6 separate regions of the Mus musculus genome follow, and regions 1, 2, 3, 4 and 6 are each linked to region 5. The links are chromatin contacts, called in public Hi-C and promoter capture Hi-C maps. All regions are on one chromosome and are shown on one strand. Each heading gives the region's core, a stretch centred on a gene start, on an enhancer-like site or on the middle of the called end of the contact. The rest is flanking DNA. Distances are from core to core; before and after follow the strand shown. Region 1 holds the start of Mcl1 (myeloid cell leukemia sequence 1). Region 2 holds the start of Anxa9 (annexin A9). Region 3 holds the start of Golph3l (golgi phosphoprotein 3-like). Region 4 holds the start of Pi4kb (phosphatidylinositol 4-kinase beta). Region 5 holds the start of Ankrd35 (ankyrin repeat domain 35). Region 6 holds the start of Tnfaip8l2 (tumor necrosis factor, alpha-induced protein 8-like 2).

What was found. Promoter capture Hi-C pulls out the DNA fragments that hold promoters and counts their contacts. A called contact is a pair of places that touch in the nucleus more often than the background predicts.
Region 1: a contact with region 5 is called in a promoter capture Hi-C map of liver, with 5 times the contacts expected there. The contact joins the promoter of Mcl1 here to the promoter of Ankrd35 in region 5. A contact is called at or near these places in 3 of 39 promoter capture datasets (cranial neural crest and liver) and 1 of 115 datasets of contacts at active chromatin or transcription factors (pancreatic cancer cells).
Region 2: a promoter capture Hi-C map of liver shows a contact between it and region 5, with 3 times the contacts expected there. The contact joins the promoter of Anxa9 here to the promoter of Ankrd35 in region 5. A contact is called at or near these places in 2 of 39 promoter capture datasets (liver and pre-B cells).
Region 3: a contact with region 5 is called in a promoter capture Hi-C map of pre-B cells, with 5 times the contacts expected there. The contact joins the promoter of Golph3l here to the promoter of Ankrd35 in region 5. A contact is called at or near these places in 2 of 39 promoter capture datasets (liver and pre-B cells).
Region 4: a contact with region 5 is called in a promoter capture Hi-C map of liver, with 2.7 times the contacts expected there. The contact joins the promoter of Pi4kb here to the promoter of Ankrd35 in region 5. A contact is called at or near these places in 3 of 39 promoter capture datasets (liver and pre-B cells).
Region 6: a contact with region 5 is called in a Hi-C map of B cells, with 5 read pairs. The contact joins the promoter of Tnfaip8l2 here to the promoter of Ankrd35 in region 5. A contact is called at or near these places in 2 of 39 promoter capture datasets (liver and pre-B cells) and 1 of 484 Hi-C or Micro-C datasets (B cells).

The regions. Positions count from the first base shown.
Region 1 is chr3:95,657,471-95,660,263 of GRCm38.p6, reverse strand. Mcl1 (myeloid cell leukemia sequence 1) reads right to left here and starts at 1,543. Exons shown (of 3, transcript NM_008562.3): 1 at 777-1,543; 2 at 256-503. The coding sequence starts at 1,407.
Region 2 is chr3:95,313,742-95,316,460 of GRCm38.p6, reverse strand. It overlaps Anxa9 (annexin A9), which reads left to right and starts at 1,281. Exons shown (of 14, transcript NM_001379545.1): 1 at 1,281-1,658. It overlaps Cers2 (ceramide synthase 2), which reads right to left and starts at 1,271. Exons shown (of 11, transcript NM_029789.2): 1 at 1,116-1,271. LOC115489748 reads left to right here and starts at 665. Exons shown (of 2, transcript XM_030252979.1): 1 at 665-704; 2 at 897-1,717. The coding sequence starts at 665. The coding sequence ends at 1,699.
Region 3 is chr3:95,587,229-95,590,243 of GRCm38.p6, reverse strand. It overlaps Golph3l (golgi phosphoprotein 3-like), which reads right to left and starts at 1,310. Exons shown (of 5, transcript NM_146133.3): 1 at 1,110-1,310. The coding sequence starts at 1,277. Hormad1 (HORMA domain containing 1) reads right to left here. Exons shown (of 15, transcript NM_001289532.1): 15 at 2,384-2,863. The coding sequence ends at 2,786. It overlaps Gm40097 (a long non-coding RNA gene), which reads left to right and starts at 1,427. Exons shown (of 3, transcript XR_867468.2): 1 at 1,427-1,599; 2 at 2,828-2,884.
Region 4 is chr3:94,973,218-94,976,123 of GRCm38.p6, reverse strand. It overlaps Pi4kb (phosphatidylinositol 4-kinase beta), which reads right to left and starts at 1,393. Exons shown (of 11, transcript NM_175356.3): 1 at 1,039-1,393. B230398E01Rik (a long non-coding RNA gene) reads left to right here. Exons shown (of 4, transcript XR_003954666.1): 2 at 1-775.
Region 5 is chr3:96,668,848-96,671,830 of GRCm38.p6, reverse strand. Ankrd35 (ankyrin repeat domain 35) reads right to left here and starts at 1,700. Exons shown (of 14, transcript NM_001356538.1): 1 at 1,382-1,700. The coding sequence starts at 1,420.
Region 6 is chr3:95,140,941-95,143,675 of GRCm38.p6, reverse strand. It overlaps Tnfaip8l2 (tumor necrosis factor, alpha-induced protein 8-like 2), which reads left to right and starts at 1,322. Exons shown (of 2, transcript NM_027206.3): 1 at 1,322-1,361.

The DNA of each region.
Region 1 (2,793 bases), core at 294-2,793, 1.0 Mb after region 5:
TCTGAAGATTATCCAACTGAATTAGAAGTACAACCTACAGAATACAAGACCTTTTGGTACAATTCAAGACCGTCATAATGAGTTTTTCTCTGGACCTACCACCTACAACGACCAACATCATGCAACAAGAGATACATAAATTAAATCTGAAACCGGAGAGAAACTTTGTAAAAACCCTCTAGGTGCCTTCTCCTTCACAAAATCCTGCACCCCATTTCCACTCCACGGTCCCTTTATATCACAAGACGAACTTACCCAGCCTCTTTGTTTGACAAGCCAGTCCCGTTTCGTCCTTACAAGAACATCTGTGATAGTTTCTGCTAATGGTTCGATGAAGCTTTCTTGGTTTACGCTCTTTAAGTGTTTGGCCACAAAGGCACCGAAAGAAATAAGAGTCACAATCCTGCCCCAGTTTGTTACGCCATCTTTGAAAACATGGACCATTACTCGAGAAAAAGATTTAACATCGCCTTCGTTTTTAATGTCCAGTTTCCGGAGCATGCCTGAGAAGAAAAGCAAGAAACCTCATGGCCTCCTTTGTCTGCAGCGGGGCACTACCCTTCTGCCCACCCACGACGAGGGGACCGTGCTCTCCCGGCTCTAGAGCAGTCAGGCAGACCCCACGCCGACAGTGACATCCCACCCTTTCCGGTCTTTGAACCCAACAGCCAGATGGGCGGAAACAATGACTCACAGCCAGAAAATTCTGGTTGCAGAGCCAGGCTCCGGCTCTTCCCTCTTCCCGCACGGCCCGGCCCGGCCCGGGCGCCGCTTACCCTGGAAGGCCGTCTCGTGGTTGCGCTGCACGCCGTCGCCCACGCGCCGCAGGGTCTCCAGCGCTCTCCGGCCCGCCGCGCCCGCCTCGCCCAGAGGCTTCGAGTCCTTGGAGCCGGTCGCCTGCTCCCGCAAGTAGCGCGAGATGATCTCCAGCGACTGGCGGTATAGGTCGTCCTCTTCCTCCTCGGGCGGCGGCGGCGTGGAGGGCAGAGAGCCGTCGGCCCCGGAGCTCTTGGCCGCCTCGCTCACGCGCTCCAGGAGGGGCAGCACGGCCGGGCGCTTGCCGATGGCCTCCGGCTCGCAGCCGTCCAGTTCCTCCTCCGGAGACACGATGGCGGCGGCGGCCGACGCGGCCATCTCCTCGGGCGGCACGGCGAGGAGGCCGGGCGACTTATGCAGCCGCCTTTCGGCCGACGCGGTGACGTCGGGGTCCTCGGCGCCCACGGGCGGCGGCCGGGCGACCACCCGCGCGCCGGGCAGCAGGGCGGCCTCCCCTCCCCCCTCGCGCCGCGCCTTGGCCTCCTCGGCCACCAGGCGCGCCCCTGCCGGAGAACCGCCGCCCGCGCCGAGGCTGGCGCCGCCGCAGTACAGGTTCAAGCCGATGACCGCGTTTCTCCGCAGGCCAAACATGGTCGGACGCCGCAGGCTGAGGGGAAGGAGCGGGGAAGGCCGCGACTCCAGACCGGAGGCAGGCGGAAGTCAGGAGTGAGGAAGGCCGTTCCCTGCCGCCGCCTTAGGGCCGTGCTGACGCAGGCGAGGACTTCCCGTAAAAGGGGAAAGGGGCGGGCGTTTCCGGAGGGCTGGCCCGGCCACTCCGCGCCTCTTCCGGCCGGAGCGCTCTCGCGGCTTCCGCGGCTACGGTTGGCGGAGCGCGGTACCTGGCCTTGGCTCGCGGACGGATTGTGCTTTTTTGTCCGGTACAACTCTCAGCCCGGCTGGCCAAGTGCTTGGCTTCCCGGGGAATGGTTCCTGCTCGGGAACGCCTGCTGATCTGTGTCGGTTTTTGAATTTCAAGCTGCCCTGGAACTCTGCATAGCCCAGGCTGGTCCTAACGTTAGGCAGTCCTGCCTTAGCCTTTCTCGTTGCACTACCTGCTGTGTTTTTATAACATACCAGTCTTAAACACTTTTTTGTTTGTGTGTATTTGTGGTTGTGTGCCTGCCTCCAGGTGGGTGCTGGGAGTTAAACCCTGGAAGAGCAAACCAGGGAGGGCATCTCCAGTCTCATACACAAAGGAATATTAACCATTGATTTGCTTAAAAGTTAGGGGGAGTCCTGCTCTGTCATTTTTCTACTGTGAGCCCTCACTCCCTGTGTTCCAAAATGACTTTCCGTTCCGGTTTTTTTTGTTTTTTGTTTTTTGTTTTTGTTTTTTTGTTTTTCGAGACAGGGTTTCTCTGTGTAGCCCTGGCTGCACTGGAACTCACTCTGTAGATCAGGCTGGCCTCAAACTCAGAAATCCTCCTGCCTCTGCCTCCCGAGTGCTGGAATTAAAGGCGTGCCCCACACTGCCTGGCCAAAATGACTTTTCATGGACAGCTATTAAGGGGTTATTTATGTGGAGCCTGTGAAAGATTCAACTGGTGAAAGGCTCCTGAAACCCAGCCCTAAAGACCTGAGTTCAATACACAGAACCCACCTAACAATGAAGGAGTGAGACCACTTTCCAGAGTTGACCTCTGGCTGCCAGAAGAGCCTAGCTCCCTACCCTATCCCCAAACAGTAAAAGTCTAAAATATGAGCCATTTATGGTGGCTAGGCCTATAGCTCAATTGGCAGAAGAGCTTGCCCAGGCCTGGGGAGGCAGAGGCAAGAGACTCAATTTAAAACTCATTTTTGGCTACATGATGAGCCTGCTGTCTAAAATGAACAAAGGATGGTTACGGGAGTAACTCAGTTGGTAGAGAATTTGCCTACCCTTGTAGAAGTCCTGGGTTGATCCCCAGCACCATATAAAACGGTGAAGATCTTTGGTGGACTGGTTAGACTTAATATCAACTTGACACAAGCTGGAAT
Region 2 (2,719 bases), core at 32-2,531, 1.4 Mb after region 5:
ACAGGGAGAGGCCAGTAGGTTGAAGTAGCAGCGGCAAATGGGGTAGTGTTGAAAGGAACTGTACAATGTCAGTCTCCCTGTGGCCAGCGACAGAGAGAAACCTAGTCAGAGGCTCCAGTGAGAATAGAGGCACCAGAACTAGTTCACACACACAGCACACCACACCACACCCCTTAGAAATTAGGCACTATGTGGCCAGAAACAAGACCTAAGGAACGGAATATTTGACCTTAGGGGCCCCATCACAAATGCAAGACAGTCACCTTAGCTCTGGGATGGGAAGTGACCCCCTACCCCAGCTCTCACACAAACAGAAGTAATTTCTGGGGGAGGCCTTCCCTAACTCAGTTCTGGGGAAGACCGGCTCACTCCAGACCTCACAGCGCTTAGAACACCCTGACAGCTGAGGCTGGAAACTCGGATAAGTGAGATCTGGTTTGGATGCCAGGAGTGCAGCTTAGGCACAGGAATTCCCAAGCTCAGGCTAAAAAGAAATGCCACCCACCTGCAGGTAGCCAACTAACTTGAGGGCCTCTGGGCCTGTAATTAGCAAGTTACAACCCAGAGCTGGCCAAACACGCCCCATAACGGTATAGGAATGTGAGCCCTTTGGGGCCGGGACAGACACTAAAGAGTGTACTCCTTCCTGTTTCCCGTTAGGCACATGGACACTCTGACCTCCCTCTTGGGATGGGCACAAGGGGGTCAGAAACAGAGGCGGCAGCGGCGGCGGTAGCAGTAGCAGCAACAGCAGCAACAGCAGGGGCCGCCACCGTTCCTCCTCGGCCTCCACACTCAGGCCCCAGGACGCACGCGGGCCCGCAGGGGCTTCTAGCACCGAAGGTCCGCTACTGCTCCACTCCTAACAAAGGGGCGTCTGTACCATGGATCCTGAGCGAGCGCCCGGCCCCAGTCCCCCTACCTGTTGCCCCGCAGGCCTTCTCTGGTCCGAGGCCCCAGCCGGGCCCGGATCGCCCGCTCCAGCAGCGCTCGGCCCGCCCTCCGGCAGGCCGGCCGCCATGAGCCGGTGGAGGCCCCGCTCCCTCCGAGCTGCACCCTGAGCCCCCGCGCCCGTCACTGCCCCGCCACCCTCGCGGACCCGCGCACAGACTTACTCGGCGTCCGGTGCAGAGCTGCTCCGGCCCGGGCGCCGCTACTCCGTTTCCCACTTCTAGCGCCCGGCCGGTGCGCACTGACTGGGCCGGGTCCTCTCCTCCCCCTTCCGCTGCCCGCGGCTCCCTCCCTCCTTCCTCCTTTGCCCGCCGAGCCCCGGCGAGCCCAGGCCGAGCCCAGTAGCGGAGCTGAGTTGGGTGTGGGCCGCGGCCGGGCGGGGCCCGGTGCCCGGAACCCTGCGCTGCGCCTATGGAGCGGAGGAGCCCCGACGGGGCGGGTGGCACGTGCCCCGCAGGGCGCCTGGGTCTCTGAGTGGCGCGGTTGCGGCCCACCCGGACATTGGTCAGGGACCCCCTGGTGCTTGAGCCCAGAGCAGTTCAGAGCTGGCTGCCTCTGCCCAACCCCGCGGCCCTGGTGTGGTCGGCGACCTCAGCCCATGATTTACCCCCGGGTTGAATGCTACAATCCCATCGTCCGGCTTCACTGGGCATCAGAGGAAGGGTGCACGCGGAGAAAACCCTGCACAGATCCCGATGCTCCCTACGGTGAGATCCACAATGCCCCCTCCCCCAGCCCTGCTGTTTAGAGTCCTAACAGAGCTACTCAAACCTTTTGTAAAATGTACTCCAGGCTACACTATGGTTAGCCGTGATCAGTTTCGTATTAGAACCTGTTTTCCCTTAAATAGTCCCATAAAATCTATGCCTCAAGAAGAGAGCAGCAGGTTGGAGACATGGCTCAGCGGTTAAGAACACCGACTGCTGTTCTAGAGATACTGAGTTAAATTCCTAGCAACCACATGGTCACTCACAACTATCTGGGATCCCATGCACTCTTCTGGTGCGTCTGAAGACAGCCACATTGTACTCATATAAATTAATAAATAAGGGGACGGATGGGGGGGAGAGAGAGAGAGAAAGCGCCCAGCAGCCTTAACTCCCATCTCCCATACTCCCATTATGGACAGAACTTGACTAAGTTGTCAAGTGACCCTTAACCGGGAGAGTTAAGCTTAGCTTCTTCCATGTAAAAAATGCTTTAAAAACTATCCCCTGGGAAGTGGTGGCGCACTCCTTTAATCCCAGCACTTGGGAGGAAAAGGCAGGCGGATTTCTGAGTTCAAGGCCAGCCTGGTCTACAGAGTGAGTTCCAGGACAGCCAGGGCTACACAGAGAAACCCTGTCTCGAAAAACCAAAAAAAATACAAAACAAAACAAAACCAAAACCCTGCCTGGTGCAATTTCACATCTCATGCCCAAGCACAGTCCCAGCATTTGGGAGACTATGTTTTTTTTTAAACCTTCATAAAATAGTTTTGTTTTTTCTTTTTAAATTTATGTGTGTGAGTGTTTTGCCTGAATGTATGCATGTGTTCCACGAATGTCTGGTGGCCAACAAGGTCAGTGGAGGATATCAGATTCCCTGGAACTGGAGTTATATAAGGTTGTAAGCAGCTATGTGGGTGCTGAGAATCAAACGGGTCCTCTGTAAGTAAGAACATGACAGCTGAGCTGTCTCTCCCGCCTTTGTTATGAACCCAGGTCCTCTGAAGGAGCAGCCTGTGCTCTTAACCGCCGAGCCATCTCTCCAGCCCCGCCGTTTGTCT
Region 3 (3,015 bases), core at 61-2,560, 1.1 Mb after region 5:
AATCTGAGCACACACCCTTTTATACTAAGCATTACACTTGTCTAAGTCATCTGTGATAAAGCTTAAAGTTAGCACAGTTCATACAAATGTAAATGTATTTTATTTTTCGTTTGTTTAGAACGAAACAAAACAGGGTTGCTCTGTGTAAATGTCCTAGCTATCTTGGAATTCATTATGTAGACCAGGCTGGCCTTGAACTTAGAGATCCACCTGCCTCTGCTCCCCAAGTGCTGGAATTAGAGGTGTGTCACCACTGCCTGGTATAAATGTCAATTTTTATGATTAAAAGCAAGTCAAAAACTATCAGCAATTATATATCTTTGAGGTCAAAAGAATAATATTTAAAATGTGCTATGGTTGTGCCTAGTTCAACAATTTTATCTTGCTTTCTTTCTGCCTCTGATCCTTGTGATCTTGGAGTTTTCTTCCTTTTCCTTTCCTCCCTAAATACTGTCTGTCCAGTCTTTGAAGGCCTACTAAAGACAAGTGAGGCCTTAAGGTGAATTCTATCTCTCCACTATGCATATATTAAACACTTAGAAATGGATTTTTCTTCAGTTGTATGTAAACAGAAATTTATACTTAAGCCCTTTAAAATGTTTATTATAGTCCCTCTTTTGTTATGGCTGTCTGTTACATTAAACTTCTCCAGGGCTGAAATATTGTCATCTTTTAATTTTTATATTCTCCATAGCAACTAGCACAATATCTTTAACGTTTTAACTGCTCAAATAAATATATACTCATTAAACAGCACCAGAAATACACACCAAGAGTCTTACAAACAATTCTTCATACAAGCGTATATTTCAAATATAATTTTCAGGGGAAGTAAGAAGAGTGAAGGAACAGAACACAGAACAATGCCTTAGGGTGCCAATTCCATTTGGCATTATTTCCAAACCCAATCCAAGAAACTTTAACACCCCGGGGAGAATGGGGGCAATTTTCTTTGAGGAATTCATCATTTCCCTGTGGCCACTTATTAGTTAAAATACCCTACTTGAAAACATGATGAGCAACAACAAATAAGTAAAAACCACCCTTTCTCTCTAAAGTAAAATACTGACCAGCTCTGTTGGATGTTAAGAAGTGTTATATTTGCTCACCTGACGTTGCTCCTGAGCTGCAGTGGGACGTAGGCTGCAGTTCGCGCTCTCGTTTTGGAGGGCACCTGTTTCCCGTACCCTAGGCGGGTTCCAGTAGGTGAAAAACTTCTCAGCCACACAGAGAGTACAAACTTCCTGATCCTTCGTTGCAGAGAGGGAATAACACATCAGCTTCCTCAGGATCACTAGGCAACCTACCTTGGTGTTTCTTCATTGGGCCAATCAGAAACCCCCAAGTTTGACTCTAGCCAATCGGAGCTTACGAGGGGAGGTCCTCCGGGCTATTGTGTTGCGATCCAGACAAACATCACCAAAAGGAGGCAGGTTTGGGTTCAACCTGACAGCTGGTCTGTCCAATGAAGGAACCTCGGTGGCTGCGAGGAAAAGGCTGCATCCCACCCCGATGAAATTACCCAATCAAAGTATTCTGTGAGATAGCACAGTGCTGCCAATCACGAAAGGATTCTGTTGGCCAATTTCAGTGTAGCAGGTGTTTTTCTGTAGCTGTCTGTATTGGCACTGCTGGTTAAGAAATGTTGGCATCCAAGCAATAAGGCTAAGAGTAAACTCTGAGCTTAACTTTGCCTCTAGAAAAACGTAATCTGACTCGGTTTGTGCTGTTTATACTGAACAGCATGGGTACTATTACACACATAACAGCTCTAGAGGGATGTTATCCCACTTTGATAATCCTGTAGCTACTGTACAGTTTGGAATATGGCTGCTAAAATTACAAGACGGAAACAGATCAAGTTTTTAGGTCTTCCTTTTCTGAAGCAAAGGAAGCAAATAGCTTGGGTGGGGCTAGGTTCCAGGTCTCTCAGCAAAACAATTGTTCACACTACCACTCAAAAGTTCTAAAATGTGTCCACCTCGCGAAAGATATACTTACTTAAATTCTCTCAAAATTAATAGCTGAACACTTTCTGTTAATTAAATAACTAGAAGCCCTGAAAGACCCTGCACACTGAGCATCTTAGTCATGGTATTAAGATGCCGGTCTTTTTTTTATTGGCCATTGCTTTTATCATTTTTGCTCTAAATACATATTTAAAAGTTGTTAATAGGGCTGGTGAGATGGCTCAGCGGTTAAGAGTGCCGACTGCTCTTCCAAAGGTCATGAGTTCAAATCCCAGCAACCACATGGTGGCTCATAACCATCTGTAATGAAATCTGATGCCCTCTTCTGGTGTGTCTGAAGACAGCTACAGTGTACTTACATATAATAAATAAATAAATATTAAAAAAAAAAAGTTGTTAATAACACACTATATCAAAATAGCAAACATTGTTTTAATAGCACCAAGTAAATGGTACAGTTTTAACATAAGTAAAAAGTGTATCCTTACAGAATTTTAAAGTCAGAATAAACACTTCAAAAATGGTTTTAGAGGGCCTTAAAACTTAACACATTTAAAAAAAAAGCTTTCTTTAAAATAGAAGGCAGGTTGTATTCAGTGGATATGAGCAGAATCAATGACATTTGTATTTTTGTTTAGTCAAAAGTTCCCTTGGATTTATCTCAGGTAAACACAATATAATAGCTAAAACTTTTATTAGTTTAATAACTATGAACTACAAAATAATTTTCAGAGGTACAGAAGGCACACCTTCAAATAATACAGCATATTAGTTTAAATGTTGAGAACTGCAAATTTGCATAAGAAAAATAATTTTTAGGTATGTTCCTTTGGTTCACTAACTCTCCTTTTCTTCAGCACTGACTCTTGACTAGATTCCAAGACGTGAAGGACCTGTTAAAAGAAAACAACTACGTAAGAGACTTTAATTTTTTGGGGGTGGGGTTCAAGACAGGGTTTCTCTATATAGCCCTGGCTGTCCTGGAACTCACTTTGTAGACCAGGCTGGCCTCGAACTCAAAAATCCGCCTGCCTCTGCCTCCCAA
Region 4 (2,906 bases), core at 144-2,643, 1.7 Mb after region 5:
TAATCTGATTGATAGACTTCTTTAAAAGTTGCTTCATCCTTCAGAAACACACATCTGTCCAGAAAAGCTTGAGACAACTGTGGCTCCCCATCCTCTCACATCTTCTTAGTTCAAGCTTTAGCTGATCTGAAATCATATGTGGAGATAAAAGGCATGATAGAGAACACTTAAAGACCACAGGGAAAACAGAGCCGAGGGAGACAAACATCAGCCGAATCCTGGAGAGAATGTCAAAAGTTGGAAATCCCTGGAGAGAATGTCAAAAGTTGGAAATCACTATCTGTAGGGGTGTTCACGGCAGAGCTTTCTCCTACGGGAAGCCCTCCAGAGGGCTGGAGATTGAGAAAGGGGAAAGAGAAGCCAAAGACAGCTTCAGGTATCATCAGGCACCCTAGAGAGGGGTTGAGGACTAAGGTCAAAGTGGATGGTATCTGGGTATGATGACAGTAGTCTGAGATCCTTTAAGGAGAAGGGAATAGGCAATTCTTGGAAGTCAGGAGCTGGGGGAGTGGGTCATGGTGAGGTCATGGAATTGGAAGCAGAAGAGAGGGATACAATCTGTAGCTGAGGGAAATGAGAACTCTGTGCTGAGATTGCACAGACTCGGAAGAGTGGGGCAAAATAGGAAAAGGGATAAAGGCGGAGTCCATGGAAGAGGCTTGTGAGCAGAAACACAAACGGCGAGGAAGGCAAACATGGATGATATTGTAGAAGGGGTCAAATGTGGAAAAGGTTCACGACTTAGGAAGATAGTTACGGAACAGAGGCAACAGAGGTACGAAGTGTGTGTCCTGCTGGTGGGGAGGTGGAATCCACGGGGCAGAGGGAGGGGCTAAACTGAAGAGGAAGCCAGAAAGCAGAGAAGACTACCCCGGGCCCGAGAGGAAAGGGTGAAGGACCTCGGGGTGCAGCTGCCACCAGGGGGGCAGTTTTGTAGTCGAACCCAGGTCGCGGTAGGCTGGGCGGGACAGGGTGGCAGAAGGACCCCCCCACACACACACACAGGCAAAGGCGACTCACGGGGGAGGAGCCGCTTACCTCCGGGGAACCCTCGCGGAGGGGGTGCAGGCGGTCGGGGTCGGACTGCCGACACCGCCGCCTCAGCAGCAGCGGCCGCTCCCGGGTTCCATTGGCCGCCTGCGCTTCCCTGACAGCGGCCGCGGCGGCTGCTCCAGGCCCCGGCTGCGGGGCTGCCCGCGGCGCCGCCTGAAGGGGCCTTCACGCAACTTCAAGTTGGACCGGACCCCACTAGCAGGACACAAAATAACAATTCCTTGGCGGGTTCCGATGTAAGAGTCCCCTGGGCCCGAGCCTTTCTTCCGGGAGATTGCTTTCCTGCTTCCCGGTGTCAGGACACTACTGATGCCATCGTAATCTGAGTCGAGTGAGCTGCCCGACTCACGCCTGTTCAGAAAGGAAAAGGGGGCGGGGAAGAGCTTTTGGAAGCTAGGGAGGGGGGGCAGGGAGGAGGGGCTTACGGGGGAAGGCGGGCCCTGTGTTTGAGGGCGGGCCTAAGAGACAGGCTTTACTAAGGAAGCCGAGAGGGAAGTAGCGTGGGTAAGATCAGTGGAGGGACGTGGAGGTACCGATATTTTATGTACTTCCAAAAGTGTATGAACATGCAAATTATATATAAACTATTCATTTGCGTAAACCACTGAGTTACCGTAACTGCCACCAGTGGCTTTTTTCTCCCTCTCCTATCCTACGGGATTTCTTTCGTAAGTCAGCCGGTAGGACCCATGCAGGAGGGCCAGAAAACAGACAAGAAAGAGAAGGGACGAAAAAAGGAGTACAATCACCTTCATTTCCCTCTTCCTACTCATCTTTAAGGATGATGCCATGAGTTTGCCCCTATAGCTTCAGGAATGGCCCAGTCCAACCGCCTCAATCTTTCACTGTTTCGCACCATCACTCTGGGACAAGGTGCTGCTTCCAAGGTCACCCCAGCTGCCAAAGCCTTAACAGAGGCTGGACAAGCCAGCTTAGGAAAAGTGAGTGAAATGACAAAAGTTTGGCTTATTCCTTTTCCGAAGGCTACAAAATCATGTGAGACAGGCCTCATAGACCCCTCCCCCCCCCCCCACAATCACTGTCCCAACGCTTTTCCTGGGACTTTTCTTAGTATCTTAGGCCCCTTGTAAGGGTAGGTTTGTTTGACAGGGTTTCTCTGTGTAGCCCTGGCTGTCCTGGAACTCACTGTGTAGACCAGGCTGGCCTTGAACTTAGAAATCTGTCGACCTCTGCTTCCCAAGTGCTACGCCTAAAGACGTGTGCCACCACTGCAGGCGGGTAGGTTCTTAATATTCTACGGGTTGAGCCTAGCTCTTGGGTGACATCTTCATTGCACTTATAAGCTGATTTGAGATCTTTGTTTCCTTTTTTTTTCTTTCCCTTTCTTCTCTAGCTTCCTTCCTATCCTCTTTCCCTTTTTAGAGACAGTCTATTTTTCCCAGGCTGCTTGTGATATTCCTTGGCTCAAGCCACTGGCCTGTGGAACATGTGGGAATATATCCACATGCCCCCAAGCTGGACTAACCCTCAACTTCTGTATAATAATATTGACAATATTATTATAGCACTACATTAACAACAGTAGTATCTGATGTAATAACATTTTCTAAGGTTTGGGGGAGGGGATCAAGAAAGTATGGGTTATAGTACTACATGTCTGTTATTGAAACAGACAAATGGTGAGTGAACCATGCCCCTGCTTCCGTATTTAACTGGGAGGCAGATAAAAAGCTAAAGCTGAAGACAAAGGGCTGAGAATTTGGCTCAGTGGTTTAGTACTGTTGCTCTTGCAGAGGACCCCGGTTCACTCCCAGGGGGTCCAATGCCATCTTCTGACCTCTGTGGGTACTGGATACATACATACACGACAGAAAAACATTCATAGAGGTAAG
Region 5 (2,983 bases), core at 451-2,950:
GAAACTCCATGCAGAAGCAAATGTAAATGGGACAGAGACAGGCCTAGACAGTTCTTACTCTTGCTTCACAGGTTTCTGCCAGGTTTCTGTGGCCTGCCAGGCACAGTGAGATAACCAAACATTTCTCACATCTGCTTATGAATGAATGACGCGTCAACTAAGCAATATTAGTACCAAGGGACTCATACCCCCAACCTCCTCAGAAGACGCCATTCCCTCCACAGAGGGCCACTCCGGAAGAACTCTTTAGAGAAGGACAACTGTATCCTCCCTGAACCACCATCTTCCAAAATCTTTGTTTTGCTCTAGAGGGGAGAGAACGGAGAAGAGAGTAACCCTTGTCAGGAACTCTCTCATTGTGATCCACTCTGTCTTCTCCTTCACCATCTCATTCCCCTAACTCAATCAAAGAAAATGAACACAAATGCTAAACAAGACAAAGGAATAATTGGGGGTGGGGTGGGATGGGGGGAGAACCAGACAGAACTTGATTGGTCCCAAGAACCAGTCTGAAGACTAGACAGTACAGAGAACTGGCCAGGGTAAATTCTGCAGGCAACTCACCCAGGCTCTTGGGGATCAGCCAGGAGACTTGTCTGTCCTCTGACAGCGTTTGTCTGGCTAGCTAGGTTGCAAGGTTAAGCCACTGTAAGCAGGCAGGAGGTCCAGGCAAAAGGTAGAGGAAGTAATATTGAGGAAAAGGTCACTGGAAATTAAGAAAACAGAGGCCCCATGTTGGACAGACGCTTGGAAAGAGATTTGGATTGGTGCTTGAGAGAGTGGAAGAGGCAGTGTCATGGAGTGGAAGAGGCAAGTTTGGTAAAGGAGGCTGTGAAGAAGGGTTGGAAGAAGGCACTGGGGTGAGAATACTTTGGGGGCAGAAAATACTGTTAGGGGCAGAAAGCAAAGAGTAAAAATGGAGCTATGTGAGAGAGAACGTTGTGAGAAGGCAAGGATGGAAGTGAAGCTATAGGGCAGGAATTAGGGATAGAAGTAGGAACGGATTTAAAGGCTGGGGTGGGGGCGGGCAGATGTCTGGAGGTGGGTTGGTACTGGGAGCCGCAGCTGAAGTAGAGACCAGGGTCATTGGAAGAGAACAGAACTTTAGAAAGCATACCAGAAGCTGGAAGCCAAATATGTTGGGAAAAGGAGCCAAGGGGAAGCACCTTGGGAAGGAAAAGATTAAGGGACAGGGTTTTAATAACACCCATAAGTTCAGTTACCAGGGCTGGCGACCGCATTATCAGAACTGCTAACATCGCAGGAAAGACTGATGCAGGCAGGGTTAATGCGATCATCCATGGAGATGGGACTCAGGACTTCTGTCAACACAGGGCTTGAATCCCAGCCACAGCCCTTCTCCCACACATTTGGCACCTACCGCCACTTGTGAACTGGAGCAGGAGAAGATGCGCTTCATGGCCGGGGCTAGGGCCACGGGGGGACGGGGACGCGCAGAGAGCCGGGCCACAAGTTCCTAACCCAACTCGGCTACGGCTGTGCCGAAAGACAGCTGTCAAAAAGCAGACTGGGTCCCGCCCCAAGCCCCGCCCCAGATCCCACCCCGCTCAATCGTAGACGTTCAACTGAAGGCTGGGCTTAAAACCCCGCCTCTGGCCCTGCCTAACCCCGTCCCTGCAGAGGCAAAAAGCCCGCAGTCTTTTGCGGCCACCCTGGCTGGCTCTCAAGTTCCGCCCTTCAGCCGAAGCCCGCCCCCTGTAGTTACCTACCGAATCCAAGAGGGATGCTCGCAGCCTCCGCACCAGCGACTTCCAGGCCCTAAGTCCCCCGTCTTTCTGCTTGGAGCTCCACCCCCAGTTCCGCCCCCGCCCCCTCTCAAGGACCTCCACAAGCTTCGATGTCACCAACCTCTTTTACCAGTTAATGACTCTTAGTCATAGCCATGACCTGTGTGTGCTTCATCCCCTCCCTCCCAACGCCCCAAGATCTTCTATAGAGTTTGGAAACGTGATGCACTAAGCAGACTTGATCACCAATGGGTGATTTGTGACCCACTGCAACCAGAGGTTGGACAAAACTCAAAGGATCAAGCCGATCACTAACGCAGATCTTAGAAAGCAGCAAGGGGAGAGTTTTTACTGTCTGCTTCCCCACTCCAAGAAACAAACAAACAAACAAAAAGTCCGACCTTCCTTATCCTTTAGACTCACTTCTTAGTAATTCTTGTTTGACAAGTATTAGTTGCAGCCAACTGGTCTGGCCTTCCCATCTCTCCTTTCTCCTCCCTGTAAACCAAGCAAGCCCACCCAAATACTCATGGAACCCTATGGAATAAAGCCCAAAATTCTTTTTAGAAGTGTTTTACATTAATTCATTTACTGAGGCATGAGTATGCGCTAAGGGTGGGCACCCTTGTGGAGGTCAGAAGACAACCGGCGTTGGCTTTCTCCATTCACCTTGTGAATCCGGTGCTTGAACTAAAGTAGTGAGGCTTAGCAGCAGACCCCACCCCCACCCCCGCCCCCCCAAGATGCTATAGGCCCAAAGTTCTTTTCTTTTTTCTTTCTTTCTTTTTTTTTTTTTTTTGTTTGGTCGAGACAGGGTTTCTCTGTGTAGCCGTGGCTGTCCTGGAACTCACTTTGTAGACCAGGCTGGCCTCGAACTCAGAAACCTGCCTGCCTCTGCCTCCCAAGTGCTATTATTACAGGCATGTGCCACCACCGCCCGGCTTAGGCCCAAAGTTCTTAACATGGTTTTCAAGGTTCTTCTGAAACAGAAGCCTGAAGAAGGTGTGGTGACGCATCCGCCTTTAATCTCAGCACTCCGGAATCAGAGGCAGGTAGATTTCTGTAAATTGAGGCCAGTCTTGTGTGGTGGGTCTACATAGCAAGTTCCAGGACAGCCAGAGGTACATAACAGAGAGATCCTGTCTCAAAAACCAAAACCAGAAGCCTGCCTTCACTCTCAGTATTTTCTGGCAAACTTCCAAGTTTAAACTGTTGTAGCAGACCATTCATTCATA
Region 6 (2,735 bases), core at 73-2,572, 1.5 Mb after region 5:
CTGAAGCCCGGCGTGGTGGCACACACCTTTAATCCCAGCCCTTGGGAGGCAGAGGCAGGCAGATTTCTGAGTTTGAGGCCAGCCTAGTCTACAGAGTGAGTTCCAGGACAGTAGGACAGTCAGGGCTATACAGAGAAACCCTGTCTCAAAAAACCGAAAGAAAGAAAGAAAGAAAGAGAGAGAGAAATAAATAAATAAATAAATTGTTCTCTGGTCTACACACATGCACACACTAAATATGTTTTTAAAGACTTTTATTGTTTGTATGTATGTGTATTCTACATGTGTGTAGGTATCCAAGGAGACCAGAAGGTATTAGATCCACTGGAACTAACTAGTGGTTATGAACCACCAGATATAGGTGCTGGGAATAAAAGTCAGAACATCTGGAAGATCAGTGAGTCACTGAGCCATGGAGTCGCTGACTCCAGTCTCTGGAAGCCCCCAAATCAGTTTTTAAATCCCTGAATCCTAAGGCCTTTTTTTGGGTTCTCAATCTGTGCTGAAGAAAGCTATATAATTCACTCCTTTAAAGATTTGTGTGTCTGTGTGTGCCCAAGTGTATGTTCATGTACTGATTTATTCAGGTGACTCTGGAGGCCAGAAGAGAACACTGGAATTCCTGGAGCTGGAGTTGTGGGTGGTTTTTCCAAGACAAGAATTTTACTATGCAGCCCTGGCTGGCCTGGAGCTCACTCTGTAGACCAGGCTGGCCTTGAACTCAAAGATTGGATTGTCTCTGCCTCCAGAATGCTGGGATTAAAGGTGTAGTTTTGCCTCATTGGAGTCTACCCTCATTTATCAGGCCCTTTAAAGCTATTAAGCTCTGTACTCCAGCGTTTTGGCTCGATGCTGACACCTGCTGGTCACGCATGGCTCAGCAGCCCTAACCTTGGCACCTACCTCCTGCCTGCTCTGGCTGGGGCAGTCTGTGCCAATCTTACCTTCTAGGGCCTGAAGATGCTTGTATAATGCTGTTCTACTACACCACTCGATGATCTTTCAGTACTTCCCTCACTGTCTCTCACATTAAAATCTGGACTCTGCACGGTTTTCAGTACCACAAAAATATTAGGCAGCAAGAAAGAAGCAGACCTTTTATTAGGTGGAGGTGTGTAAATCCGTCCTTGCCACTTCAGAGTTGGTGCTTCCTACAGAATTCCATTCCTTTTGACCTTTGTCTTATTTCTAGGTGGCTCTTGGGACACTGGACTTCTTGGTGACAGTGATGATGAACCGGAGGTGGAGAGTAGATAGGCGGGGCCTGGGGTGGGGCTAGACCAAAGGGCCTCTTAGGAGCTTCTCCATTCTGTGAGCTCTCAGAAACATCCAAGGCCAGACTGGCACCCAGCACACGGCAGGTGAGAGTCTGGCAATGACAGAGGGTGGGTTTCGGGGTGACACTGACAGGATATCCTGACCCTTTCACCTTCACCTTTCTTTCTGTCTTGTGAAACTCTCGCTTGTAGAATTCTTGGGTCTCCCCCTCTCTCCCCAGAACCATTTTAGTGTATTTAGTGGATGGGGCAAGGCTGTCTGAGAGTGAGACCTGGCTTGGGATGGTGGCTGAGTCTAGAGCTGAGGGACAGAGATGCACATGGGGTAACGACTAGAGATTTAGAGATCTACAGTATCTTCGGACATGGAAGTACAGTGACGCAAAGTGAAAGAAACCTTTGCTAGGCTAGAGATTCATGAGGGTCACGTAGAGGCTGGGACAAAAAGAGCGAGTGACATAGCTACCCTGGGAGGACTGGGGACCTAGTTGGAGATGGCAAAGGGAGCAATAGAGAGCTGGGTAAGAGGAGGGCAGGTAGGGAAGGAAAGCGGGCCCCTATAGAAAAATCATCTCCAGTGTGAAAGATCCACAGGGCAAGGCAGAAACAAATCAAGATGGCAGGTTCCCATTGGAGTGATTCGGCTGCCGGAGAGAGCCCCCTGGCTGTCCTCCCTCTGAGAGGACTCCTATTTTCATTTGAGGGAGAGGGTGAGGTTGCTCCTTCATTGCGGTCACAGCCACATCCTGCAGAGCCGGGGAGGGGGAAGTAAGAAGCAAAACAACCAGAAGAAGCACAGTCAAGGCCCATGGTGAGAAGACCCTGTCCGTAGGCACAGGATATACCACCAAGAAGGCCTCGCTCTGCTCAGCCTAGCCAGCCTGAGACCACTACCTGCTGCCGCAGCCACCCTTCAAAAGAGCGCCCTCCTTGTTGGAGGGCGAATGTGGAGGGGTTATTTGACTTGTAGCCTATTTTTTCTCATAATTTGTGTCTGTTATTTATTATGTATATGTGTGAGTAGAGGCCAGAGGTGTTGGGTCTCCCTGGAGCTAAAGTTATAGGTGACTGTGAGCATCTGTTGTCTGAGAGTGTTGTCCCACTCCTTGAAGCCTGTTTTCATACTTACTAGGCCAAGTTGCTTAAGATCTCTTAGCTTTGCCCAGAGGTGGTGGCACATGCCTTTAATCCCATCACTTAGGAGGCAGAGGCAGGCAGATCTCAGTTCAAGGCCACCCTGGTCTACAGAGCGAGTTCTAGGACAGCCAGGGTTATACAGAGAAACTTTTGTCTTGAAAAAACAAAAACAACAAAAAAGAGTCCTTCAGTCTGAGATTTCTCTCTGTAAAACAGGGCTTGTCACCCATATGAAGTTGGTAAACCAAGACAGTTAATATCAAACACTTGGCACACAGTAGGTTCTTTAAAAAAAAAAAAGCCAAGTGTTCTATTTAAGAT